Regions from separate parts of the Sus scrofa genome. Here all the other regions are linked to region 3. A link is a contact called in public Hi-C, HiChIP or PLAC-seq and promoter capture Hi-C data. All regions are on one chromosome and are shown on one strand. The core of a region is the stretch at or near the end of the contact, and the rest is flanking DNA. Distances in the headings are between cores, read along the strand shown.

Region 1 (5,701 bases), core at 993-3,492, 700 kb before region 3:
ATTAAATAATTGAACTATACTTCTATTATTTCCATGTTAAAGCCACAGCCCAGCTTCACAGAACATGAGCGACAAGAATTCCAAGCAGATTTGAAAGCCTGACGACCTTCACAGAATCTTGAGAAACCATGTTACATTCATAGATGGTAGTGTTCACCTCTTTGCACTTACCAGCTTTACATCCCCAGGGCTTAGTGAAGAGTCTCATGGCAACTGTGAGGCCCTCTTTTTTTTTTTTTTTTTTTTGTCTTTTTTAGGCTGCACCCATGGCATATGGAAATTCTCAGGCTAGGGGTCGAATCCAGAGCTGTAGCTGCCGGCCTACACCACGGTCATGCCAGATGGAGCCGCGTCTTTGACCTACACCATAGCTCATGGCAGTGAAGGATCCTTAACCCACTGCGCAAGGACAGGGATCTAACCGGCATCCTCACAGATACTAGTCAGGTTTGTTACTGCTGAGCCACGACAGGAACTATCGAGGCCCTCTTCTTTTGAATTAAGTAAATATTTGAAAATTATGCAAAGAATCAAAATTATTGTATAGGAGTTCCCGTCATGGCTCAGTGGTTAATGAATCCGACTAGGAACCATGAGGTTGCGGGTTCGGTCCCTGGCCTTCCTCAGGGGTTTAAGGATCCGGCGTTGCCGTGAGCTGTGATGTAGGTTGCAGACGTGGCTCGAATCCCGCGTTGCTGTGGCTCTGGCGTAGGCCGGCGTCTACAGCTCCGATTTGACCCCTAGCCTGGGAACCTCCATATGCTGCGGAGAGCGGCCCAAGAAAAATGGCAAAAAGACCAAAAAAAAAAAAAAATTATTGTATAGCCTCCATGAGAGACTATGCAGCTACAAATACAAAATTCTCTGTAACTACGAACTACATTTTGTGATGGTCCTAGAAACCAAAAATAGCTCATTGCCTAAGAATTCACTGGTGACATCCACCCAAAAAACCCCACAAAGAGGTACACACTTTCCTGGAGTCTTAGGACAAGACCAAATGTATCTAAATCTGAATCATTTCTGTTTGTATGGAATTGACTGAAATAAAAAAGTAAATAATGATTTTAAAATCAACATTGGAATAATTTACACTAATATTATAATTTATCCTTTTATTTATCTATATGAGTGATGTCAGGGCTGTTAGACTTGTGTGAAACTGTGTCCTGCTGCCCCAAGTTTAACTTTAATACTATGCTCTTAGTGATCTCAGAGATTCACAGGACAGAAAACCCTTCTCCCCTTTTTGTGACAAAGTCCCTTGAGGGAAATGAATTCTGTTCACACCTCAAAATAATCCTGACTTAGGGCATTGGGTACAGGAGAAACGGTGCCTCACATACCCACGAAAAGGAAATGAATAAGGGCAAAATGCCTAGGGCCTAGGAAAGCCACAATGCTGCCTTGACTCAAAAATGTCCACTCTTCAGTTTCTTTGAATTAGTTCTTAGGTATGCCAGATGCCCACTTTCCTTTGTCAGCCAGGGAAAGTTCTTATCTTTTTGCAAGACAGTCTTTCTTTTACCCAATTCCTGTGAAAAAAAAGTGATTTTTAGAAGTTTTGATTGCTTTAAATCAATACGTACTCCACTAGGAAGTCTCTCCTCTAAAGTGTATTTTGAAAGAGAAGAAAGAAGGTAGAATGAACAAACATTTGGTGAACATTTCAAGAGACCTTGACAGCTTTCAAGGAAATGCATTCTTCGGACTTGAATCGAAGACACCCTCTCCCTCCTTCTTGGTTTATTCCGCAGCCTTCCAGCAGGGGGCGCGTAGTTCTCAGCGTGATGCTTCTCCCTCCCTAGCGCCTCAAGGACCGTATCCCTATTTGCCCCAAGGTCATAGCTCCTAAGCAAGCCCGGGACGCCCGCGAGCAAGCCCTTGGAGCTAGAGACCTCGGCGTGGGTGGGGCCGATGGGGCGGGGCTGGAGTGCTCCTAGGCCAGGGATGCAATCACAAAGGGGACAGGGGATCAGAGATACCGGACGCGGGTCCTCAGCAGTCAGCGCCGCCGCCAGCCTCAGCGCTCCGGAGGGGGATGGGGTGCGTGTAGACGCTCCGCAGCCCAGTCCGACTCAGGAACCCCGGAGCCGCCGCCGCCACGCGCGCGGGGAGCACGGAGCCTCGTGGAGGCCCAGGGACCCGGGGCCGGGACCCGAGGTCGGGCCGCAGGCCGAGGGGAGACGAGTGGCGGGAGAGGAGCTCCTGAACCTGGCCCAGCGCCCGCCGAGAGGGCGTTCTCCCCGCCCCCGGAGCCTCGCCCTCCTGGCCCGCCCCGAGCGCGGGGAGATCACCTCCGCCCGTCACCTCCTCCCCCAGTCGCCCAGGTCCACCCAGGGCCCCTTCCCCCCGGCCGCCCCCGAGCACGAAGTTGGCGGGAGCCTATAAATACCAGCGACGGCGCGACCCGCGGACATACGGTGCAGGCGCTCCAGCAGCCGCCGCTAGACCGGCGCCAACTCCTGCCCTGCCCCTACCAGCGGCACGACCATGTCCCATCACTGGGGATACGACAAGCACAACGGTGAGTGCGGGCTGCGGGCGGGGCGGCGTCTGCGCCTGGGGCTCCGGGCCCCTCTGGGGCCCAGCAGCGCACGCACCTGCTATTTCCCGCTGCCGCCTGGAGCACCCGAGGCTCAGGTGCGCCCCCGACGCCTTGCCCGCGCGCCCGCGGCTCCCCGGCGCGGGATGCCCCCAGCTCAGAGCCGGAGTCCACTGTCGAGGAATCCCTGCGTCCAGCGGTGGCGCGCGGTGCCGGGGGAAGGGGGCGCGCAGAAGCAGCAGTGGGACCCAAGGACAGCCCTTCCCGGGTCACGAGCCGGAGACCATCCTATTCCGACCCAGGAGGAAACTAGGGCGAATTGTAACGATACATTTTAGTTATTGATCGCAGAGAAATTAGGGGACCCTATTTTCCCCCTACCTTACCCTACCCCCAGTTCATCTTCAGCACCACTTGTGGCTGAGACTCTCAGCACGAAGTGTCCCGGGGCATTTTCTTGGGGTGGTTTGAATCCACTGCGCTGATTTCTGAGTTTTTCCTTCGTCTCTCCGCTTCTAATGTTAGGAAGTCACCAGGAACCCGGCTTTATCGGCGTCACAGATCTGGGTTCTCCTGAACCAGCAGACCAAAGAGAAAAATGTGTCTAAACCACCTTGAGCCTCTTTGGGGGTTTGGGGCTTTCTAGATCGTGGGAATCCTAACCATTAAAGCAGGGTTGCCCTGCCTGAACAGTGATTCTGACCTTACTGATCTAGTAAAAGGACAAGAGAGAGGAATCCCCATCTGCTGGAATGTCTTAAGTGAGCTTGCATCGTCCAAATCCTAATCACAAGCCTAATGTCAGTCACTCAATGGCAGTAAAAGGAACATAAAATAGCTAATATTTATATGGTGCTCACTACTTGTTCTAAAAGCTTTTACGTATATTGATTCTGATTCTCACATCAACCTTTAATACAAATGAGGAAACTAAGGCACAGATTGTGTTTCACTAAAGTTATTCAGCTGTTAATTATGCCGCCAAAATTAGAGCCAGACAGATTGGCTCCAGAGCCATTGCTCTTTTCTAGGGGTCTGGGTTTGTCCTTCCCCACAGTGGGGGGTTCACACAGTCTCTTTTCAATCTCAGGACCTGAGCACTGGCATAAGGACTTCCCCATCGCCAAGGGAGATCGCCAGTCCCCTGTTGACATCAACACCAGCACAGCTGTTCACGACCCTGCCCTGAAGCCTCTGTCCCTTTGCTATGAGCAAGCGACTTCTCAGAGAATTGTCAACAACGGCCACTCTTTCAACGTGGAGTTTGATAGCTCCCAGGACAAAGGCGGTCAGTGTTTAAAAAATAACTTGTGCATTTCAGCCAGTGGCTGTTTTCGCAGCTTAACAGAAGCAGCAGCAAGACCCTCCTCTTAATACTACACTCTGATAATCTTCATTACGTTCAGTCTCTGAGAAGTAGGCTAATTATTTGCAAGTGGCAGGGGCCACTTCTCCCTGTAAAATTCCTGGTTTCTATGTAGGGCATTGAATAACTGTGATGTGCTTGGGAAAAGTCACAGAAGGCAAGGTCCCCTGGCATAGAGATCAGAAACAATGGGATTTGCAAAACCTGAACTTTTAAGACTTTCTAAAGTACTTGTTTCCCAAAATTGATGCTTATACTATAAAAAGCACATCCTAGGGTGATCTTCAAGGTAGCAGTGAGAAGAGTGATAAAAACCTGACAATTAAAATGCTAAAATTCTTGGAAACATTGTATTTATGACTATTTTCTTGGGCTAGAGTGATAGAAGTGGCAGTATATCTTAGTATCTACCTGGAAATTTATTTCATAAGTTTCAGAGTTTGTGGACATACTCAACCTATATGACAAAACCAGTTACCACAATTTATTTGTAATAGAGCTGTTTACAGAATGTCCATTGAATGCTGCTGCTGCTGCTTCTTCTTCTTCTTTTTTTTTTTCTTACTTAGAAATAGGAGAACAATCTCCTTCAGACATAGTAGCAGCCTTCTTTGCCCACTGGTTGATTTCATTGCCAATGTCCTATTTTCCTGAGTGGTTTCCTCTGAAGGATATTGAATGAATGGTACTACAAACACATTTTGTGTGGTGGTGGTGTGGAAGCAGGGGAAGCACTGGGACAAAATGAGAAAAGATGGAGACAACATTCAGTAATGCTGTCAAAATGTTGAAGTAGTGACCTATAGTACTCATATAAATGTATTATAATCATTATAATCAAGTTGACTCTTCTTTTTCAATAGTTATCTGATATATTCAGTACAGTTTTAAAAAATTTCTTCTTCCTTCCTCCTTTCCTGGGAATGATAGTAACTTAACCTCTCTTAATTTTTTGTTTTCTTAGTGTAAAATTGGAATAGCAGTAGCATCTGTTAACAGAAGAAGGATTAAATGAAACAAGGCATATAAAACCAGTTGCCTGACACGTAACAGTTCCTCAGTAAATGACCATTGCTGTTATCAGGTCTGCACACAATATAACTGCCTTTTATTAGGCCATTCCTGGTAGCTATTGCACCTCTGATAAGATTTTTGAAGAAAGTTTTTAATTAGCTTTAAGATTACTTCCCATCACTTGATGATATTTTAAAATCTTACTTTTATATTTCCCCAAATATCCCATTTATTATATTAAACTATGTGCTGATTTCTATATGACATTATTACACAGTAATATGTTTTACCATGAATATGTCTGATGGAATTCTACATGAGCAGTAACTGATTAGAGCCAGCCACTTTTTTCTAACTACTTCTCCTGGTGCATAACGCATACATTACTAAAGCAACTGGCCGTGTTTATTTTTATTTATTTATGTATTTATTTATTTACTTATTTATTTTTTATGGCTGTACCTGTGGAAGTTCCCAGCCAGGTGTTAAATCCAAGCCACAGCCACAATCTATGCCTGGCTCAGCTACAGCAATGCCAAATCCTTTATTTAACCCACTTTGGTGGGCTGGGGATCAAATCCAAGCCTCCACAGCCACCTCAGCTGCTGTAGTCAGATTCGTAACCCACTGCACTATTGTGAAACAGGTGAAAGCCAAGTAGTTAAGATAGAGGCTCAAACCCACGTCTTTAGAAACAGATGTAGAGTTTGTCTAGTTTTTATTTTTAAAAAAATTCCTGGGAGTTCCCCATTGTGGCTCAGTGGTAACATACCCGA
Region 2 (5,395 bases), core at 61-2,560, 830 kb before region 3:
TGCATGCAAGAAAATTTTCTTATTGGTACCCAAGCACTTGACAGTTACAGAGCCATTTTCTGGCCACAAAAATAAATATATTTTTCACCTTTTTTTTTTCCCTACTGTGCTCCTCCACCCTCATCTCAATTAGAAAATATTTGCCTTTTCAGTTTTTATATGCAAGATATTTCATAGATTTTCAAAAGATACTGTTTATTCAGAGAGTGTGAAATGAACATAAAGATATCAGAAACCAGAATAGATGGGATAGTGTCACTGAGAAGAGGATGGAAAAAAAACAGAGCTGGGAGTCCCCCAAATCATCTTTACTCCTTGGAAATTTTCTAGAAGTTCAAAATGCATGGCCAGATTACAGCAATGCTACACATGTGTACATAAGACTGAGGATAGGCATTTGTGTTTCTTAAAGCCCTATTGTTTTAGTTTCTCCAGGAAAGTTAAAGAAAAAAATCATAAAGGTCTTTTGGCTCACCTGATCGGTTATCATTGTCCTCAAAGTTGACATGGAAGGAATGTCCCACGTTGATGATTTCTTTGGCTGTGGCTGGATTGTAGGAGACGCTGATAGGTTTGAGAGAGGTGTCATGTTTGGTTTCACTGGTTTTAATGTCTATAGGAGACTGGTTGTTTCCATTTGCAATGGGGTACACCTTGCTCCAATGTTCAGGACCTACCAGGACAAACAGACCTATGATCAAAACTTGATCAAATGCTTGATTCCAAGTTTTAGGAGTATAACTTTGTTTATTAGACTAGGATTTATTTAGGTATCTTAAAGGATAATCTGTTTAACTTAATGGAAATTCAATGTTTGCAAATTCAATGTTTGTTTTCTGTGATATGCTATAAAATAATGCTTTTGTCCACACCAGTAACATACTCATAGTCTATGGGGTCAGATGACTATATAAGCTATATATTATAGATTTATAATATGTACTTCTGCAGAGAGAGACTGAAAGGGAGATAGAGAATATATTTTGTATCCAAAGGACAACTGGTAGGAATACATTCAAAGTTACTATAATTCAAAGTCAGACAGTTCAAACCATTAATCTATGACTATATAGTTATTTTAAGTGCTCAACACCTCTTTTACTAGAAAAGAGAATAAGCTATTATTTGATCTACATGAACAGAAGAACTCTTACCATATTCACCATCATAACCCCAGGCAGGACTTGTCATGATCTTCTATGTAGTTTTCTTTGTTCTGAAAACAAAGATAATACTTGAAATAACTAACTGCAACTGAACAGGCAGTTGACAATGGAAACCACCACTTGGGGTTTTTATAGAAATATCCCTTCACTTAATAGGCCACTATTTCATCATCTCTACCTATCAGGAAGTATATACAGTAAAAAACAGGCGTTACTAAAAAAGCCCACAAGGTAAGGTCAGCTTCAATTGTTTTATTTCTTGTATTGTGAAAGAGAAATATCAAAATCTTAGGTTTCATAAAACCAAGCCCTGTTTTTTTCATGTTAGTAAAAGATATGGCTGAGTATTACCATATATGATTTTTGGGATTTCTTAGTTTAATTGCCTTTGTGCACTTGAGATTTACAACTTTACTCTTGATGAATACTTAAGTAATACTAGCAATAATTTAATATTAAACAGTAATTAATAAAGAGAATAATTTGCATGTTTACAAACTGATTGGAACTGGTCATGTTACTTAAAATCAGATTACAGAATAAACAATCTTTTGTAATATATATTATTCACAATGGTACATCTCAAAAAATGCACAGATGAGAATAAATTCCTTTATTTAAACAAATTTTTTATAGGGCATTCCCGTCGCTGCTCAGTGGAAACAAATCTGACTAGTATCCAATGAGGATGCAGGTTCGATCCCTGACCTCACTCAGTGGGTTAAGGATATGGCATTGCTGTGAGCTGTCATGTAGCTACCAGATACAGTTTGGATCCTGCGTTGCTGTGGCTGTAGTGTAGGCCCACAGCTGTAGCTCTGATTTGACCCCTGGCCTGGGAACCTCCATATGCTGTGGGTGTGGCCCTAAAAAGACAAAAAAAAAATCTTTTTTTAGTGTTTTTCTTTTTTAATTTTTTTAATTGTACTTGATAGTCCTTCGTTTTAGAGCAATATTGGAATTCATAAGCGGAGGATTTATTAATATTTAAATTGAATATGACCCAATATTTACTTTACGCATCAAATATAGGTCTACTGAAACAGAAGACTTTCTTTTGTATATCTATACAACTTATAGAGAACTTTCAAATTATTTTATATTACCACCACCACACACGTAAGTCCTGTCTAGTGAGAATTATCATTTTGTAGTTGAGAGATTTCATCACAACTGGCAAGAGCCAAGAATCCCAGACTTGAGCCTCTAAGTCCTCTTGTTTTCTTCTGAATGCCACACTGGGTGAGCTATGAGGTAGATGATCTTCTAGTTCTTACTCTATGCCCATAATTCTTTTAAGTCCAATTAAACACTAGACTTCCCACCTGTCGGGTGCTGAGAAGATCCATAGGACTTTTCAAGGAGGTAGAAAAAAACCAACTCATGTGTGTCAGAGCTTGGCTAGGTCCACCTGTGCAAAGTTCTAAATATGTTCAGAGAAAAACAATCAGAAAAAATAAGCTTCCATGTAACACTTTTCAATACCCTGGGAGTCATACCTCCTTTCGCACTCTGGAATTGTCTGAGCTCCTGGGCTTTCTAAAGGAAGGGGATCTGGCACACTTTTTGGCAAGGCTGAATGGAGACACACTGTTTGTCCCTTTTGGCTAATGATAGCCAACAGGCTCAGATTCAGAATGGACTATGGCTCATGAACAGATTGGGAAGAGGCCCAAGCTTCCATTCCCTGATTTAAGAGGCTGAAGTAACTGTTACTTAAATGGGAACTTCTTTATTTTTTTATTTTTTATTTTTCTGATTATAAAAGTAATGTGCTTACTATACACAAAAACTATGGTATAATATCAGCAAGGAAATTTAAATTGTCTATAAGTCTATCAAATAGTGCAAATGCTGTACCATTTTGATTATTTTGATTTTCAATCTTTTCAAAAGGGAACTTATTTTAAATGTACTATTTATTGAGGGTCCAATATGTCTCAAATGCTATGCTAAAAAGTTCATGTGCACTAATTCATTTAATTCTCACAATAACCAAATTAGGCATTAAAATTTGTATTCTGCATAAGAAGAATCAAAAACTCCTCAGGGTTATAAAAGGCTTATAAGTGGCTACTCACATCTTATAAGAGTAGGGTTTAAAATTAGGTCTGTCTAACTCCAAAGTTTCTACTCTTTCTTAACCTACTGTCATCAAATGCCCATTAACCTCTACCTGATTCTGTTTTCTGGAGTGTTGGATTAGTTGATCTGGTCTGGTCTGGTTCAAGATGACCTGTAGTCAGACGTGACCCCCGGGGTTACTTCCTTCTAGACTTAAGAGTTTCAAGTTGGCCAGAAGCTCATGGAGTGAAGAAGCAGGGTACTCTTTGGGAATTGCCTCCTAATTGAAACTTTATTAAGAGTAAATTTAAATCGAATCACCATAATAATCAACCTATTTGAAAAAAATCTCGTTTCATGATTATGTGATAATTTATCACGTAAATATTTTAGCATTTTTATAGGATGGTAATTTATTTAGTTTTAGGCACAGAATTACCTTGGACCTTAACCATTGACCCTTTATTCCATTATATACCTAGGGTGTGTCTGTGTACAAGCAGAAAACTATATTGAGAAAGGATGTAAAATTTAATGAGCACCTCTGATTTAAGTCCTAACATTCCTCCCACTTACTTTTACCCCTCTTTTTCTGCTTACAAACTTTGCCTCTTTCAGCTTAATATCTCTACTAAATCCAAGATGTCTCATTTTTGGTCCACTTTGCTTTCACATGTAGCCTCCTCACAGCGTACTTTTCCAGACCTGTGATATTTGGACTGTTTTTGCACACCAAGGACTTCAGTCTACACCACCTCTGCTCTTCTAATCTCACAGTTTATTCCCTAAAACCGTCAAGTACATAAGCACTTATTGAAGAAAGATACCTCCCTGCAACCAGTTAGAGTGTTCCAAACAAATCCATATGAACTTGAAACTGAATCAGGAGCAACTAGGCTGATGGAAAAAAGCCACATTAAAAATATAATGCAAAAATACATACATAATTTTGATAGAGAATTGGTTCATTGCTAACACTTAGAAGTATCAAGTTATATGTCAGTTCTATGTCAATAAAACAGAAAAAATGAAAGAAAAAATTGTAGCACTTTAAGTAGAGATTTTTAAATAGTGAAAGAATGATGTGCAGAATGTTTACTTTTAATAATTATATTGGTTTATTATTAAATCAATAATTATCCTGGTTAGCTCAGGAATTTAGCAAATTTTGTGAAAACATATTAATGGGCTGACACCAGGGAAAAAGAAAGATGTCTTCCTTCACATCATGAAATGGAATTTTAGAGGCCAAATATTATTCAAAAATTTAAAGATAAAAATTTAAGGATAAAATATTGATATCTTGCCATCTGCCATAATTTTATCTCTTGACCTTCCTTCACAATAAATAAAATCCATTTTTTAAAGGTACTATTTTTTTATTTAATTTATTTTTATTTTCATTTCGTCTTTTGTCTTTTTAGGGCCTCACCAGAGGCATATGGAGGTTCCCAGGCTAGGGGTCAAATTGGACTGTAGCTGCCAGCCTACACCACAGGCACAGCAACATGGGATCGGAGCCGTGTCTGTGACCTACTCCGCAGCTCACAGCAACGCCGGATCCATAACCCACTGAGTGAGGGCAGGGATTGAACCCACATCTTCATGGATCCTAGTTGGGTTTGTTCACCACTGAGCCACGATGGGAACTCCATAAAGCTACTATTTTTTTTTTTAATGTATAGTATCATATCATCTGCAAACAATGACAGTTTAATTTCTTCTTTTCCAATTTGGATTCTTTTATTTCTTTTTCTTCTCTGACTGCTAGGCTAGGACTTCCAAAACTTTATTGAATAAAAGTGGTGACATCCTTATCTTTTTCCTGATCTTAGTGAGAAAGCTTTCAGATTTTCATTATTGAGAATGTTGTTAACTGTGGGTTTGTCATATATGGCCTTTATTATGTTGAGGCAGTTTTCCTCTATGCCCACTTTCTGGAGAGTTTTTACCAAAAAATGATGTTAAAACCACTATTTTTTAAAAAAAATTGATTTACAGTATTGTGTTAGTTATCTCGGGCATATAGCAAGACCAGTGATTCAGTAATACATCAGTATATATACTATATAAATAAAAAATATATGGATGTATAATACATATAATATATTCTTTTTCAGAATATTTTCCCTTATATATTATTGCAAAATATTGAGTTTAGTTCC
Region 3 (5,254 bases), core at 15-2,514:
AAAAAGACCAAAAAAATAAATAAAAATGAAGTTATAAAAAAATTAAAGGAGCTGGACAATAAAAAATGTGAGGGAAAAGTTAGAGGAAACAGTACTCTTCAAAGTAGACAAGATTGAACACAATCGGGACACTCCGAAGAGTTCATCATAAGAGAAGAGACAGAGCATGTGAGCATGAAAGAAGCCTTGAAGATCATGTTAATCTTTGTCTTGAAAGCTCTGATGAGAGGAAGATAAGTCAAGAGAGATTTCTTAGTACACAACTCTTTCAGAGGCTTAGAGAGAGAACTAGAAAGAAGTTTTAAAATGAAGGGAAAGTTTAAGACAGAAAAGAGCTGAAGAGCTGTACCCAACAGGAGGGATGAAGTTAAAGATATGTCAAGGAGGGCCTCACAGGAGGGAGCAAGCAGTAGAGAGCATCTTTTGGAGGGGAGCAGGAACACCCAGTCTCTGAGATAGAGGGAAACTAGTCAGCTTGGTTGTGGATGTAGGTAATTTGGGTGGTTTGGGTGAGGCGGCTGGGCAAAGAATTGTAGAAATCCATGTTGGATGACCTTTATTATATCTCTGAAGTAGAAGACCAGGTCATCTGGTGAGTGATAGGGTCACTACTTATTTTGATTTGCAGGGTGGCCTTTCTTCTAAAAGCCACGCACAGAACCTGGAGCACTTCTCTTCACTCACTGTATATACGGGGATAAAAGACTTTTCTTCATGGGATTGTTGTATGTATGCACTGACACATGTACTTTTTCAGTATTATCACTATACTCTTGTGGGGTTGGGAGAGTGGACGTTTTGGTTACTAGTAAAAGTAGACTGGAAGCCTTCTGGTTGACCGTCTGCTAAATCGAATTGTTCACTCTTAATGACTTTCTAAGTCAAACACTCAGGTAGGTGAAGGAGTATTCATTAACAGTCTCCTTTCGCCGTAAAGCGTTCAAGAAAAGAACGCCAGTGCCCCGAGGACCTTACTGGAAGTCCTGCACAGTTTCGGCCCACGAACCGGAAAGTCAAGTCAGCAGTACACACCTGCGGTTTAGAGAAGCAACTGCCCCAATCTCGGCGGTGGCCCCTCCCCTTCCACAGGTTCAGGCCCTGCCCCTCTCTCCCATTGGCTGGCCCTCCCCCTCCCTCGACCACTCCGAAGACCCGGAGGAGCGGAGTTTTCCAAAGGCATCGTGGGGCGTCCTTGCTGCGCATGCTCGCGGGAAGCCGGATTCTGGGTCCGGAGTTAGAGGCTTTGGGCGGCCGCGGCAGAGCGCGCGGAGCCGGGGCGGCGGGGGAAGCGCGCGCTTAAAGCGTGGCGCCGGCGACGCGAGCACGCGGCGCGCTCCTGAGGAGGGAGGCGTGGGGTCGGCCGGGGGTGGTGCGTGGCCGGGGTGGGGGTGGGGGGAGGGTCGGGTGGCGGCGAGCGCGGCGAGCGGGTTCCAAGTGGCTGCAGGCGGCCTGGGCTGCCGGGGCCAACGCCTGGGTGGCTGCTGCCGCCGCCGCCGCCGCGCTTGCTGCGAGATGGCGATCTTGGGCGCGGAAGGGTGAGGGCGCCGCCGCTGCCGTGGCCGCTGGACCGCCGGGAGCCGACGGCTCCGCGCCGGGTAAGGACGCCGCGGTGCGGCGGGGGCCGGGGGGTGCAGGCGGGGCGGGGCAGGGGCCGGGGGGCGCGGGCCGGGAGCCCCCGCGGCTGTGCCGGCAGCCCCGCACCGGCCGCCCCGGGGCGGGACCCTCCGCGGGGCAGGCTGGGCCCGTCGCGCCGTCTGGGCTGCTGGCTCCAGCCCCGGGGGCCGAGACTTTTCTGGGGTGGGGTCGCCGGTCCTGCCCTGACTTGGTCCTGGCACAGGCCTGAGCTAATGATACTGGAGCGGAGAGAAGTGTTTCCGTGACTCGGCAGCCGCAGTTCTTAGGCTTCCTTCGCCCTCTACCTTCTCTTCCTTTCCCTAACAGCTCTCCAAAAACCTCCGAATATGTGGACTTAACTGCCGGTGCCCTGACTTTCACCGCAATTCCACCGTCCCAAACCAAGGACTCCCCGCCTTAGAACGTCTTTTTCTGATGTGTGTGTGTGTGTGTGTGTGTGTGTGTGTTTAAATCTCTCCGGGTTCTTCACTGACTCTGTAGCTCCCCCAGCACAACCCCCACCTCTACCTTTGTGACCTGGTAGGTCCCAGTGACCTTGCAGTTTTTACTAGTCCTTATCTTATCTGTGACTTGGACCTTTTTTCATCCTTTAAACTTTTTTTTAAAATAAATTTTGTAATTTGCCCCTTGCTTTTAAAACCTTTAAATGACCAGTCTTGTGCATAGCCCTTTCTTTGCTCCATCTGTTCGGAGTTGAGCTTCCTTTGCTCCCGTGATTATATGAAACCTTTATTACCAAAGAAGAGGAGTATCTGTCAATTTGACACTTTTACTCTTCCAGGATAAAGTATTTTCCAGGTTCTTGATGTGCCTTTCTTTTTCTGTTCGACGGGTTTTTATCTTTTTGTGTAGCAAATAAGCTTTAAAAGATGTGTTTCTGCTTTAAAATGCTATTGGTAATAAGCAGTGTAAAAGAACAACATCCAAAGTTATCTTCCCCCACTTTGGTGTTTTTGCCTGAAATACCTAGTGTGCAGTTGTATGCAGGTTTCTGGAAGAGTTCATGCTTAAGTATAAATCCACTTTGCGGGTCCCATTAGGTCTCTGTGTACTATGCAAGCAAAATGGACCTTTTAAAAAGAAAGGCGTTCTTTTATTTAGGTGACTTGTTTTTAGCCATAAGGTAGGTAATAGTTAATATTTTTTAAATTGAAAACTTACTGGCCAAGTGGTGGGAGCTCTTCAAATTGAGAAGTGTAAAGTATATGGGGGAGCAGTTCTGATGTAGTTTATTAACATTTTTAAATGCAAAACTCTTTATATGACCTACAACATAGGGCTTTGAAAAGCGGTAACTAAGGGTTATGTTTTTTGGAAGCTTGCCACGATAGAGGATGTTGCATATAAGGTCTCTGCCCTCAAGAGATAGTAATCTGCCTACCTTCCGAAGGCTGAAATTTCTTCTGCTTTCTTACACGGTTATTAAGCATCTACTGCATGACTGTGATGTATTGGGAATATAAAGATGAGGATGATGACAGTTTCTGCCTTCACAGACTCGTTAGGCAGGTAGGACTATACACAAATGCCTCATTTGTCTTTTAGTATATAGCTGTGTTTCATATGGAATTCAGCTTCAGAGAGGATAGACCTCACATCTCACTCAGCGGGGTGGGATTAGGGTTATCTCATAGCGCTTCTGGTTCCTAAAATCTTTGTTTTGAAGGGTGACTTTAGACTTGATTGGCTAGGAAAGGTAATCCAGGCAGAAAGGAGGGACTAAGAGAGCACAGACTTCATACATTTGAGGAGAGGCAAGTATTTTTTGTATGACGAGTTTGTATCAGTGTAACGGGTGATAAAGCTTGAAGCAAAAATTTGGACCAGTTTATGGATTTCTATTAATGCCAGACTTTTGACCTTGACTGTAGTAAGCAGTGGGGGTTTTACAGATGATTTTTGAGTTGGGAATGAGGACTGATCTGGCAGCAGTGTGTAGTATGATTTGAAGTAGAGAGAACCTGGAGGTAGAAAGACTTCTTGATTGCTGTGGTCATAGCTGTGGGGGGTCTGAACTGTGGCAGTAATAATAGGAATGGAAAGGAGGAGGATAGAGTATACAGAGTTTGATGATGAGAGAGAGAATGAAGGCGGTAAAAATAACTAAGATGCTGCATGACTGTGATGTATTGGGGGGAATATAAAGATGAGAATGATGACAGTTTCTGCCTTCACAGACTTGTTAGGTAGGTAGGGAGTATAGTCATTGGTTGGGAGTATAGTCTTTTTGAGCAACATCCAAGAAGCTTTATTTTCAGCATATGTGTGTTACTTTACAGTAGTACTTCTGAGCCTTTGGGGGAATAGTAATTCTGGGTGAAACTTGATGAAATCTGTGACTTGAAAAATTTCCGTATATGTTTGTGCTTCATGGCTATAATTTTAGGGGAGTCAGTGGACCACCTAAAGCTCATCTGTGGAACCCATGGGCCAGTGGGTTGGGATCAGTGCTCGGAATTACTAGGGGCCTTTTAAAACAATTGAATCTAGGTCGCAGACGCGGCTCGGATCCCGAGTTGCTGTGGCTCTGGCATAGGCCGGTGGCTACAGCTCCGATTCGACCCCTAGCCTGGGAACCTCCATATGCCGCGGGAGCGGCTCAAGAAATGGCAAAAAGACAAAAAATAAATAAATAAATAGAACAATTGAATCTTTAAATGCTTTCATTTACCAATAAGAAGCTCTGCTTGTAGAGACATATTGTGTGTACATCTACAGAAGCTATCTCCTTAGTCGTGTGTTGTGGTTTATAGCTTACAGAGATTTTTGACCAGCTTTTCTCATTTGCTATTGTATTACAGAACAGACTAGCTCAAGAGGTTAAATGATTTGTCCCAAGCATTTCAATTAGCAAGTGGATAAAGTGGAATCAGGAATTGATTGACAATGATGGTTTTCTTCGGTGTGTGAAGGTGCGCAACTGATTTATCAATTAGACGTAGCACTGCCTTTAAGTGACCTCATCTGTAAGGACGGATGATCCCGGGAGGTTCCTTCCAATTCTTAACATTTTGTGATTCTTGGGTTTTAGGTTTTTACTGAACTTTGTATGTTTCTTGTTTTCCATGTGCAGGAGAGCTGGTGAAGCTGAGGGTAAATTGGGCGCAAGGAGAGAAGATGGCAATATTAGAACTATCCAGTTCTCCCTTATTTCCTTTGTATCTCTTTTTGGGTTTGAGGGGTGGAGTTGGAGGAGAAGTGAAATAAACTTTTAAAAACTTTTCTCTATTCTGTCTTGTCTATTCAGGTATTCCCTGCTCAAAAATAGTCCATCTTCATTCAGGAACCCTTTATCAAGGAAAAATTAAAACTTTTGAGAATGATGAAATACAGGAACCTACCTAGTCAGTGAATTTTTTCATTGTATAAAATAGCTGACTCTCCCTATTGTGGTTAAAGCATAATTTAATTAGTAAACACTTGACTTTTTTGCATCTGTAGGATTGTCTTCCTGGTAGGGAATCAGAACAAGCTATTACTTAGTATCTAGAAACTTTGATTCCATTATTATTAGAAAGGCTAGGATCTTTTTTACTTTCTGTAAAAATATGATGTAATTATAACAAGCAGTGGAAAAAACAATAAATTAGCCATAAAAGTGGTTATCGAAGTAACTAGT
Region 4 (5,057 bases), core at 1,167-3,666, 730 kb before region 3:
TATTTATCTCAGTGTATACCTAAAAGTTTTCTTTTTTTTTAAGCCTACTCTAGAAATCTCTGGACACAATTCAGCAATTTCTCATTCCTCTGTTGACAAGGAATTTTGAAATTTATGGGCAAACATGCTGGAATAGGTCAATTAAGAGATAGGTGATTAAGCTGTGGTTTCTGAAAAATATATCATGATCTAAAAATGATATAATTTGGGAGTTTCCTGGTGGCCTAGAGGTTAAGGATTTCACATTGTCACTACTGTGGTGCAGGTTTTGAACCCTGGCCTGGGAATTCTGGCATGCTGCAGGCATGGCCAAAAATAAATAAAATAAAATAAAATAAATTTGATATAAACTGTCTTGAATTTCCAATTTTGATTAACTCTCATAAGAAAGTACAATGGAAAAGCAAATCATCATTTATCAAGACTGCAAACCCAAAAGTATTAAATATTTCACTTTACAAATAAATTCTCCTTAGTGTTTACATGCAATTATATGCTACTTGGCAAATATTTACTTTATTATTGCATTGTTCAAGTCTTTTTAAAATTTTTGTTAATGACAACGCATGTTTTTAAAACTTTTTCTATGCATAAATAATCACAATATGATGAATTCCTGGACTGTTGGACTTGCTTGCTATAAAGACAATTAAAAATTATATTTGTATTACTACGTATCAAATGACACAAAATTTAGTTACCAACCTTCTAATCACATATACCAGAAAAAGACAGACTGAAACGATTTAATGAATTGGAGCAAGATCATAGTTTGCTAATACAAATAATTATGCACAATATAAGCTCCATTAACCACAAACTACAGAACCACACCATCACGGCAAAGCAAAAACTGGCCCAGATGTGCCAACTCAGTAGCCTTTCTAATCCAACACTGACATATTTGAGCTCAGAGTCTAAGGGCATTTGCATTGCTGTTTGCCTGGATTTTCCAAACCATCTTAGTTCTTGATTCCACACCGCTATTGTGTGGATCAAATAATCCCTAGTCACAAAAATACGCTAGGGAGTGACTCCCCTGGCGTCCAGGTTATGAGCGTGGTCAGTCATTCCACATGCTTTGAGGATGAGCTATCTTTACCATGATGAGAGATTTCCTTTTCAAGTTTTGTAATCTCCAAATACAGAATCTTAGCATCAAGAAAAGTCAAAGTAATTTTAAAAATGTATACTACAACCTTATTCAAAATATCATTGAAATTAGGCTGATCTCTTCTTGCTGCCTTTACTTTTTTTTTTAATTGAAGAAAAATTTTTGCAATATACTCTTAAAATGTAAATATCTTGCATTTCTCCTTCAATGTGAACTATAACCAGACATTTAAAAACGTGTTTTTACCACGTGCACACTGGATATGCCAGTTCAAGTCTACTTTTGCGTGGGTCACTGTATCATGAGACAACTTGGGAGTGCTAGATCAGAATACAAAGCAATTCTGGAAAGCTTTTCCTCTTTTTTTCCTTTCAATCTTTCATTATGTCTTGGAAAATGAAGTCATACGTTTTAAACGGTATGACTCACTTTAGGTGCCTGGCTTTCCAACACTCCAGAACATTATCGATTTTTCCTGAGGAGAGGTACAGCCCACAGAGTTGGTAAATCAGTTCCAAACTCCTGCTCTATGGTAACCTGGATCCAGACCTCTTCCATATTCCCATGACCCAGCCCTGGCGTCCTGCAGACCAAAGGGACCCGCTTAAATTGGGGAATGCCGCTTGGTGTGGTTCAAGGCACCCTGCATCTTCAAGTCTCTTAAAGATAAAGGAATTAAGAAAACCAGCCCTCCGGCCTCTTTTGTCCCATCCTTTGCTCCTAAGATTTTACAAGTTGCCTGCAAAGGAGTCAAACATGGGTCAGGCAAACAAACGTATTCTTTCCAGCCACGGTAACCGGATCGCTGGAGCGAAATAAACCCGCAGAAGCATCCAGAGACCGCAGCCAGACCGCCAGCCTGCACTAAAAGCAACTTCTAAGAGCTGCTGCAAGCGCCGCCTGAGTGCAGCTTTTAGTTGGACGCTAGACACGACTACCCCACCCTATTCCCCCTGCCCCCCCCCCCCAAAAAAAAAAACTGCGTGGAGGAGGGACTGAGGGAGGAGGAGGCGAAAGTCGCCTGCATTTCTGCACGTTGGCGCCGGTGGTTGGAAAGCTCTGCAGCTTTAGGACGCTGGAGGGAGGGATAGAAGAGCCAAGAGCGGCGCCTGCAGGGAAGGAGGGGGGGGGGCTCCGCCCAAGTGCCCCCACCCCGACAGCTGTGCAGCTCTTGGAATTCATTGGCTTCCCCCACCCCGCCTCCCAAATACCACCCCAATCCTGTTTAGCCCCCCGCCCCACCCTCGCTGACCTAATAAGGCCATGCAAGTGTGTGGGGGGAACCTATATAAAAGGTGTGGGTTCGCGGGGACAGTGCACGGCGTGGAAGAGAAAGCAGCAGCCGTCCAGTGCCCACGAAGACGACCATGGCCAAGGAGTGGGGCTACGCCGACCACAATGGTGAGCTTGAGATGGTGCTGTTCAAAAAGGGGGCAACTCTAGAGAGTGCATTGAAAAATGGGGGAGGCGGAGTCGAAGGAAACTAATGTTCACTGAGCACTTACAAAGTGCCAAACGCTGCTGACCCCTTTTACCTTTATCTCACTTAGTTCTCCCCAGTGTGAAGCTGTTATTACTCCCATTGGGGGAAACCAAAGCACAGAGAGGCTGGGTACCTTGTCCAGGTCACAGAGCTTCTGACTGAGAAGTCAGACCTCTGAGGTCCAGTTCTGACTGTCCCCTTCTCCCTGATCCTGGGCAAGCACTTAACCTCTCTGAGCCAGGTGATGATATAAGCAGCTCTGCCTGCAGCTCCTGCCTACCCATGGGAAAAGAACATGGGTGTGCTCTGAAATCCATTTGGGGTCGGTGTTATTTTATTCCAGCTCTAGGATAGAAGAGGACATTAGTAAAACATGTGATGAAGTCCATTTCAAAAATAAGCCTTTGAAGCTATCTTCTTGAGCAAGTAGAGGAAATAAACAGAGTTAAATACAGTCTCCAGGTACACTATTAACAAAGTTATGAAAAGGTCTTAAACTGTGAGCCTTGGGTTGCCTAATCTGAAATCCAGGATCTTTCCGCAATCATTGTCCAACCCCTGTGTATTTTACTGGTTTAGTCAATTAGAAAGAAGGCTTGGATTGCACCACCAAATAAGTAAATCCCCTCAATTTCATTTTCTAGGTCCTGACCACTGGCATGAACTTTACCCAATTGCCAAGGGAGACAACCAATCGCCCATTGAACTGCACACTAAGGACATCAAGCATGACCCTTCTCTGCTGCCCTGGACAGCATCTTATGACCCTGGCTCTGCCAAGACCATCCTGAACAATGGGAAGACCTGCAGGGTTGTATTTGATGATACTTATGACAGGTCAAGTAAGTATGACACTTAAATAGAGACACATGGACCATATTGGCAAAATGTGATTTATGGCACAACGACAGAATTAGTAGGAAGAGGGGGCTCTTCTCTGAAAATGGAAACGACATTTGAATATGCTGTAGTCCTGAAGAATTATGTTTATACATTGGAGGGGAATGTCTCACTTTCTAACCTTGGCCACTTTGCTCCTGCAAAATGGAGCAAAGGTAAAAGCTGGCAGTGCATAGTGAGGTGCTGGTAGTGGGTCCAAATGAGTTTTCTTGAGGCACTGATAGTCTAAACCTGAGAGGTTTTTTGCTTCTTAACCATGGCTCGGAGAGTAAGACCACCATTCCCACACATGGCACAGATTCCATTCTACAAAGCAAGGAACACAGCAAAGACACCAAGTGGGTAATGTCTTCCCCTAGTGTGTGAGTGGGGGCCAATCCAAGGGAGAGAGCAGACTCACTATATTAGTCAAGAAGACCTAAGCCTTCTATGCATCAGTGGAGTTCATTTGACTAATTTTGCTGAGTGTTTTTGAAGAATCTGACAATTTCTTCTTGAGTTGTGATTTGTATAAAAATGAAAAATTGCATGTTTAAAAAAAATCTCTTTATTTCACCTGTACTCTTTGGCAAATCAGTGAAATAAAAGGTTAATTAAAAATGTTTTATTTTACTGTAAATGAGGTAAGAACCTAACTTTAATATTTTGTTGCTTGATGTACAGTTATACACTTTCTTTTTTATAAAAAAGTTAAAATTATCCTTGCTGATGTACACAAATGAATATTCTCAGTAATGTTGTAAGTAAAGACTAACGGTCATGCTTTCTACCTACTAACAGTTTCCAAGTAAGGAATATCATAGAAATGTATGTTTTCTTAAACCATAATCTCATAACTATCTGTTAGCCTTTCCCCCTTCTCCATTTAAATCCAGTTTCATTCTGGAGAGTAAACAACAAAATTAAACAGTATCTATTAAGTTGAATCATATGAAAATGCCTTTTTGAAAGCAAAAATGATTGAATATTGACAATTTCACATGGTTCATCCTAATAAATTGGACTCATATGTTCAGATAATTGTTCCTCGTGGTTGGACAGAAAAAATTCAGTTAATCAAGCCACTTATGACCAAGCATATACAAACCTTGCTCTGTCATTTTAGACCTATACTGTGGCTTTCAGTCTGCTATTTAAGTAACAATAGTTGATCAGTCCTTTCTAGAATAGCTAATCTGAATCCTATTTTGATATAGCTTACATTACTAAATTTTGACTTTAGAGTTTTTGTACAGTTCTCAACATCCTTTAGAAAATATTTGAACTTGGAGTTCCCGTCGTGGCTCAGTGGTTAGCAAATCCGACTAGGAACCATTAGGTTGTGGGTTCTATCCCTGGCCTTGCTCAGTAGGTTAAGGATCCAGCATTGCCGTGAGCTGTGGTGTAGGTCGCGGATGTGGCTCAGATCCCTCAATTGCTGTAGCTCTGGTATAGGCCTGGGGCTACAGCTCCGATTGGACCCCTAGCCTGGGAACCTCCATATGCCGTGGGAGCGGCCCAAGAAATGGCAAAAAGACAAAAAAAAAAAAAAAAAAAAAAAAAAAAAGAAGGAAAGAAAAT
Region 5 (5,686 bases), core at 1,735-4,234, 960 kb before region 3:
TGACCATGCTAATCACCACCCATCCTTCTGCCAGCCTACATACTGCTATTCCACTCTGGTTCCTTTCATACTCTAGGGCTGACTCCTGTTTCTTTCATTCCTTTTCACTTGCACCGTTTTTGCTCCCGTGTGTACCTCCTCGAAAATCAATCCTAAATATTGCACTTCCGACCCATTCCTTTAAATTACTTTCATGATTTCCATACCACATTTATGTGAAAGGCTTATGCGTTAAAAATTTATTTTTTGTCTTTTTAGGGCCACATCTGCAGCATATGGAAGTTCCCAGGCTAGGGATCAAATCAGAGCTATAGCCACTGGCCTACGCCACAGCCACAGCACCATCAGATCCGAGGCGTATCTGCAACCTACACCACAGTTCATGGCAATGCCAGATCCTTAAACCGCTGAGGGGGCCAGGGATCGAACCTGTGTCCTCATGGATGCTAGTCAGGTTCATTTCCACTGAGCCACGATGGGAACTCTCAAAACTTTAGATATTCTCTGTCCTGTAGCTAAACACACAACTAAGCCTTTAAATTCTTTCTCAGAAACATCTCAAATCTATTCTTAATGCATGAAAAGAACAATTTAAATAATTTTAATAGTTAAGATTTACTGGAGTTCCCGTCGTGGCGCCGTGGTTAACGAATCCGACTAGGAACCATGAGGTTGCGGGTGCGATCCCTGCCCTTGCTCAGTGGGATAACAATCTGGAGTTGCCATGAGCTGTGGTGTAGGCTGCAGACGCGGCTTGGATCCTGCATTGCTGTGGCTCTGGCGTAGGCCTGCAGCTACAGCTCCGATTCGACCCCTAGCCTGGGAAGCTCCATATGCCACGGGAGCGGCCCAAGAAATAGCTAAAAAAAAAAAAAAAAAAAGATTAATTGAGCTTTTACTACATACACAAGCACTATCCTAACATTTTATGTGCTTTAACTAGTTTACTCCTAACAATACCACTTTGTAGGAGGTACTGCTTTACCTTCATTTTACATTAAAAAAAAAAAACTGATACAAAGAAAAATTAATTTGGCCATTGTTACACTGTTAGTAATCAAGGAATGCCAAGATTCAAATCTAGGCAGACTAGATCGAGGGCTCTCACTATGTGACACAGCCTCTCATATACAAATGAAAATGCAATACAAAAATATGATTTAGTACTGCCTCGTTCAGGGCTGGGTTACTGCTTTAGTCCCTAGGTCTATTTGGTTAGACTATGTCTTGGGACAAACTATACCCATGGACCAAATCAGGTCAGGTACCCACTTTAGTAAATGAAGTTTTATTAGAACACAGCTATGTCCATTGGATTACATATTGTAGGGGCAGCTTTCCTGCTACAACTGTGGACTGCAGAGCCTGAAAGATTTACTTTTTGGTCCTTTTCAGAAAGATTGTTAACTCCTGGCTTAAGCCATATGCATTTAAGTCTATATTGCATAGTGGTAGGAAATGAACCATCCCAGTATTAAAATCCTCCAAAGGGAGTTCCCACTGTTGCACAATGGGATCTGAGGCTTCTTGAGATCAGATCTGAACCAAGCCTGGGGATGAAGGTTCTATCCCCAATCCAGCATAGAGAGTTAAGGATTTGGTGTTGTGGCAGCTGCAGCTTAGGTGGCAACTGCGACTTGGATCTGATCCCTGGCCTGGGAACTCCATATGCCTCTGGGAGGCCAAAAAATAAAATAAAATAAAATAAAATCCTCCAATGGTTCTTCCAAACCACAAGAAGCAATATGCTTTGTCCTGGCTCTAGCATAAATCTGTCAAAGGTATCCCCTGCTCCTTCTCTATATCCACCTGGCCTAGTGCACTAATTATTCTTTGAAAACACTTTGCATGTTCTCCCTTTCTTTCTTTTGCTCACATCCTCTCTATTGACTGAAATGTATACTCTCCTTCAATGGTCAGCCTCAGGAAACTATTTAACAGAGACAGCAACCCCAATAGTGCTTTTGAACCCCCACAGCATTCTAATTAAAAAAAAAAAAGTGAACTGAGTAGAAAACACATGATCATTAAAGAAGCATAAAATACACATAATAAATCATCCCCAAATTAAATAATCCAAAATCCTTCCGATAAGTATCCAAGATCCAACCACTCACCTAGTATTCTTTAATACTACTAGCCAAGTGTGGTCAGAACTGATAATACTACATGTGAAATATACACAAACACAAGAAACATAATGGAAGGTGCTGTTACCAGCAGAATACAAGTAGGATCACAAGAGGGAAAGATCTAGTAGAGTTGGTGACTGGAGGAAATTTCCTGGAGAAGGTGATAGCCTATTTGGTGAGATTTGAGATTTTCTCTGACAACCACTTAGAAAATGATGACATGAGAAAAACCCCCTGTGGCTCAGCCACAACCCACCCGACTACTATCCATGAGGACACGAGTTCAATCCCTGGCCCTGCTCCGTGGGTTAAGGATCCAGTCTTGCCTTGAGCTGTGGCGTAGGTTGCAGGTGTAGCTCGGATCCCCTATTGCTGTGGTGTAGGCCAGCAGTTGCAGCTTCAGTTTCAGCGCCTAGCCTGGGAACTTCCATATGCTGCAGGTGAAGCGCTAAGACAAAAAAAAAAAAAACAGAGAAAACAACCAGACAACCAAAAACTAGTACCCTGCCATGGGCCGAAGGCCCAGCAGGCACGGGGATTCAGGTCTGGGCCTGCAGGCCTGGCCCAGAAGGGCTGCCTGAGCCATCCAGCGGCAGAACCAAGCGACCAAATCACAGCAGCCAAGCCAATCCTGTCCTAACACCCGGAAACCTCCTGCCAGCCCGCTGGAAAATTTCTTTATTAAACTCTCACCAGACTTCCGAAAGCCTCGTGCGGCTGCTCAAGCTCCAAGTGACGCCAACTGCCTGCGCCCGCATCCTGGAAGTTCCGGGGGAGGGAGCCAGTCAAAAGTCCTCATAGCGGTCGTAGTTCCGCCCACCGGGCAACGCCCCGCCCACAGAGCGGAATCCGGGGCCCTGAGATCATCCTTACGCGGAGATAAGCCCCACCCACCGACCTAGCCCCACCCACCGACCGGAGTACAACTCTCCAAGCTCAGCCCATACCCGGAGCGAAGCCCCGCCACCTGGTAAGCTTGGAGCGAAACCCCGCAGTAGGCGTGGTTCCGCCCACCAGCTGGTTCCCACCCCCCTTACGTAGTCCCGCCCACAGAGCCAACCCTGCCGCGGAGCATTCTCTCTTGAATGTCCCAAAGCCTCGCGGGTAGAGCGAGTTCCACCCGCCATGGGAAGTCCTGACCCATTAACATCACTTGCCTTGTGCTGAGCTGAGGACCTCTACTCGGCTGGAACCAAGCGTCGAATTCTCCGAGTGGGTAAATAGAAACCACCCAGGGTGTCTGAGTCTTCCGACCCACGGAGACTATAAGACCATAACCCTGGTAGTCTGTCCTCAGCGGTTTACTGCTAGCTGGTTCTGCCCACCCTCCCAGGAGGTGGCGCTGCGCACCTCTGGGTGGCGCCCAGGGCTTGATTGGGATCTAGAGCTACAATCTCCAAACGGAGAGTCTGTAAAGAGCAAAAAGTTGAAATACTTTTCTCACTGAAGTTTTCTTGCTTTAAAAAGATATGTGTGTATATATATATATATATTTGGTCTTTTAAGGCCGCACCCGCGGCATATGGAAGTTCCCATGCTAGGGGTCAAATCAGAGCTACAGCTCCAGCCTTAGGTGCATCTGCGATCTACTCTGCAGCTTGTGGCAACTGCGGGATCCTTAACCCAATGATCAAGGCCAGGGATGGAACCCCCATCCTCCTGGAGACTATGTCAGGTTCTTAGCCCCCTGAGCCACAACTGGAACTCCTGACATTTTTATATCACTTTTGTAACGTGCTTGAGTTTTGCTCATAGTATCAAAATAAGGCCAGAATACCACTCTCCTTTTGCAAGTGAGAATACTAAGGCTCAGCGTCTAAGCCATTTTCGGGTATCCACACAGCTAGTAACTGACAAAGCCAAACCAAAATCCATGTGGTCTAGCCCTCGGTTAAGTCCTCTTCCCGCCAAGTCAGTCGCCTGCTTGTAGACCGATGAGCCACTTTTACAGTAAATCATTTTATTTATATCAATCACAAAAAGTTAGGGAATACATTAAGGAATGAGGAATAATTACTTGTCAATGTATTTTTATTAAAATTTTGTATTTTTTCCTAAAGACTGATTTTTAAAAACACCTTAAAGTTCTGGTATAAAATGCCCCTAATGCATGGGGGCAGGACCAAAACAACACCAAAGCGACCGAAAAGCATTAGATTCTTTCACAAGGCTAGAGTTATCCACAAATACTGAAGCAAATAAAGCATGTATTATGATTCCGTGAATGTGAAGTTGTTGATATATATGCAGAAGACAAATAGTTGCAATGGAATGACATTATAGTGTCTATGAAAACTTATGGACCTAGCTTTAATCTTGAATAGTTGAGATAGAAATACACACTAGGAAATAACATGGTTGTACAGGCAAGAGCAGTGACATTATATGAGATATGAGTGAGGAGGCATGAATTTTTTTTTTTACTTCTGTCAACAACCAACAGTGTGTTGTGGAAATGTTACTTCATTTCTCTGGGCCTCCCTTTCCCATGTAGATGGCCATTCAGAGAACATTCATTATCTGCTCAGCATTCCTTTCTGGGGAACCACTCTTCTCCCATTAAATGGTCCTGGTTGAGCTAATAAAATTAGTCCTTTTCTGAAGGTTTTCCAACCTGAGCTAATGGAGAATACAGAGTGTTGGTTTTAGGGGAAAAAATCTGAAAAGGCCTTGTAGAAATAAAGCATGGCATAAGCAAGCTGTAAACCCAGAAATGGACTTGCTGTCCTTGTAGGAGTGGAGGTAGACCTGTATGAATAGAGAAGTCTGGGTGTGAAGATACTGTTGAAAATGAGGCTGGTAAGATGAGCTAATGAAGGGCCTTGATAACCAGGCAAGGTTTATTTTATTTTGATTTTTTTAATTTTTAATTTAATTTAATTTAATTTAATTTTTTTATTTTCCCACTGTACAGCAAGGGGGTCAGGTTATCCTTACATGTATACATTACAATTACATTTTTCCCCCCACCCTTTCTTCTGTTGCAACATGAGTATCTAGACAAAGTTCTCAATGCTATTCAGCAGGATCTCCTTGTAAATCTATTCTAAGTTGTGTCTGATAAGCCCAAGCTCCTGATCCCTCCCACTCCCTCCCCCTCCCATCAGGCAGCCACAAGTCTCTTCTCCAAGTCCATGATTTTCTTTTCTGAGGAGATGTTCATCTGTGCTGGATATTAGATTCCAGTTATAAGTGATATCATATGGTATTTGTCTTTGTCTTTCTGGCTCATTTCACTCAGGATGAGATTCTCTAGTTCCATCCATGTTGCTGCAAATGTCATTATGTCATTCCTTTTTATGGCTGAGTAGTATTCCATTGTGTATATATACCACATCTTCCGAATCCAATCCTCTGTCGATGGACATTTGGGTTGTTTCTATGTCCTGGCTATTGTGAATAGTGCTGCAATGAACATGCGGGTGCACGTGTCTCTTTTAGGTAGAGTTTTGTCCGGATAGATGCCCAAGAGTGGGATTGCAGGGTCATATGGAAGTTCTATGTATAGATTTCTAAGGTATCTCCAAACTGTCCTCCATAGTGGCTGTACCAGT

Evidence for each region. Promoter capture Hi-C pulls out the DNA fragments that hold promoters and counts their contacts. A called contact is a pair of places that touch in the nucleus more often than the background predicts. HiChIP or PLAC-seq counts read pairs in DNA pulled down with a chosen protein or histone mark.
Region 1: a contact with region 3 is called in a promoter capture Hi-C map of fetal liver, with 7 times the contacts expected there. The contact joins the promoter of LOC100154873 here to the promoter of WWP1 in region 3. A contact is called at or near these places in 2 of 5 promoter capture datasets (fetal liver and fetal skeletal muscle), 12 of 47 Hi-C or Micro-C datasets (alveolar macrophages, brain, embryonic fibroblasts and 8 more) and 2 of 2 datasets of contacts at active chromatin or transcription factors (alveolar macrophages and skeletal muscle).
Region 2: a Hi-C map of skeletal muscle shows a contact between it and region 3, with 3 times the contacts expected there. The contact joins the promoter of LOC100153915 here to the promoter of WWP1 in region 3. A contact is called at or near these places in 1 of 5 promoter capture datasets (liver), 1 of 47 Hi-C or Micro-C datasets (skeletal muscle) and 1 of 2 datasets of contacts at active chromatin or transcription factors (skeletal muscle).
Region 4: a contact with region 3 is called in a promoter capture Hi-C map of liver, with 5 times the contacts expected there. The contact joins the promoter of CA3 here to the promoter of WWP1 in region 3. A contact is called at or near these places in 2 of 5 promoter capture datasets (liver and skeletal muscle), 6 of 47 Hi-C or Micro-C datasets (brain, liver, omental adipose tissue and 1 more) and 1 of 2 datasets of contacts at active chromatin or transcription factors (skeletal muscle).
Region 5: a contact with region 3 is called in an H3K27ac HiChIP or PLAC-seq map of alveolar macrophages. The contact joins the promoter of LOC100152714 here to the promoter of WWP1 in region 3. A contact is called at or near these places in 1 of 5 promoter capture datasets (fetal liver), 2 of 47 Hi-C or Micro-C datasets (embryonic fibroblasts and heart right ventricle) and 2 of 2 datasets of contacts at active chromatin or transcription factors (alveolar macrophages and skeletal muscle).

The regions. Positions count from the first base shown.
Region 1 is chr4:51,207,977-51,213,677 of Sscrofa11.1, reverse strand. It overlaps LOC100154873 (carbonic anhydrase 2), which reads left to right and starts at 2,242. Exons shown (of 7, transcript XM_001927805.2): 1 at 2,242-2,527; 2 at 3,636-3,833. The coding sequence starts at 2,494. It overlaps MIR9858 (microRNA 9858), which reads right to left and starts at 2,095; the gene lies at 2,018-2,095.
Region 2 is chr4:51,339,463-51,344,857 of Sscrofa11.1, reverse strand. It overlaps LOC100153915 (carbonic anhydrase 1), which reads right to left and starts at 1,310. Exons shown (of 7, transcript XM_001924183.4): 1 at 1,155-1,310; 2 at 476-673. The coding sequence starts at 1,191.
Region 3 is chr4:50,505,240-50,510,493 of Sscrofa11.1, reverse strand. It overlaps WWP1 (NEDD4-like E3 ubiquitin-protein ligase WWP1), which reads left to right and starts at 1,264. Exons shown (of 26, transcript XM_013996633.2): 1 at 1,264-1,595.
Region 4 is chr4:51,235,220-51,240,276 of Sscrofa11.1, reverse strand. CA3 (carbonic anhydrase 3) reads left to right here and starts at 2,416. Exons shown (of 7, transcript NM_001008688.1): 1 at 2,416-2,515; 2 at 3,242-3,439. The coding sequence starts at 2,482.
Region 5 is chr4:51,466,269-51,471,954 of Sscrofa11.1, reverse strand. LOC100152714 (carbonic anhydrase 13) reads left to right here and starts at 2,984. Exons shown (of 6, transcript XM_013996643.2): 1 at 2,984-3,102. C4H8orf59 reads right to left here and starts at 2,801. Exons shown (of 4, transcript XM_005662997.3): 1 at 2,459-2,801. The coding sequence starts at 2,563.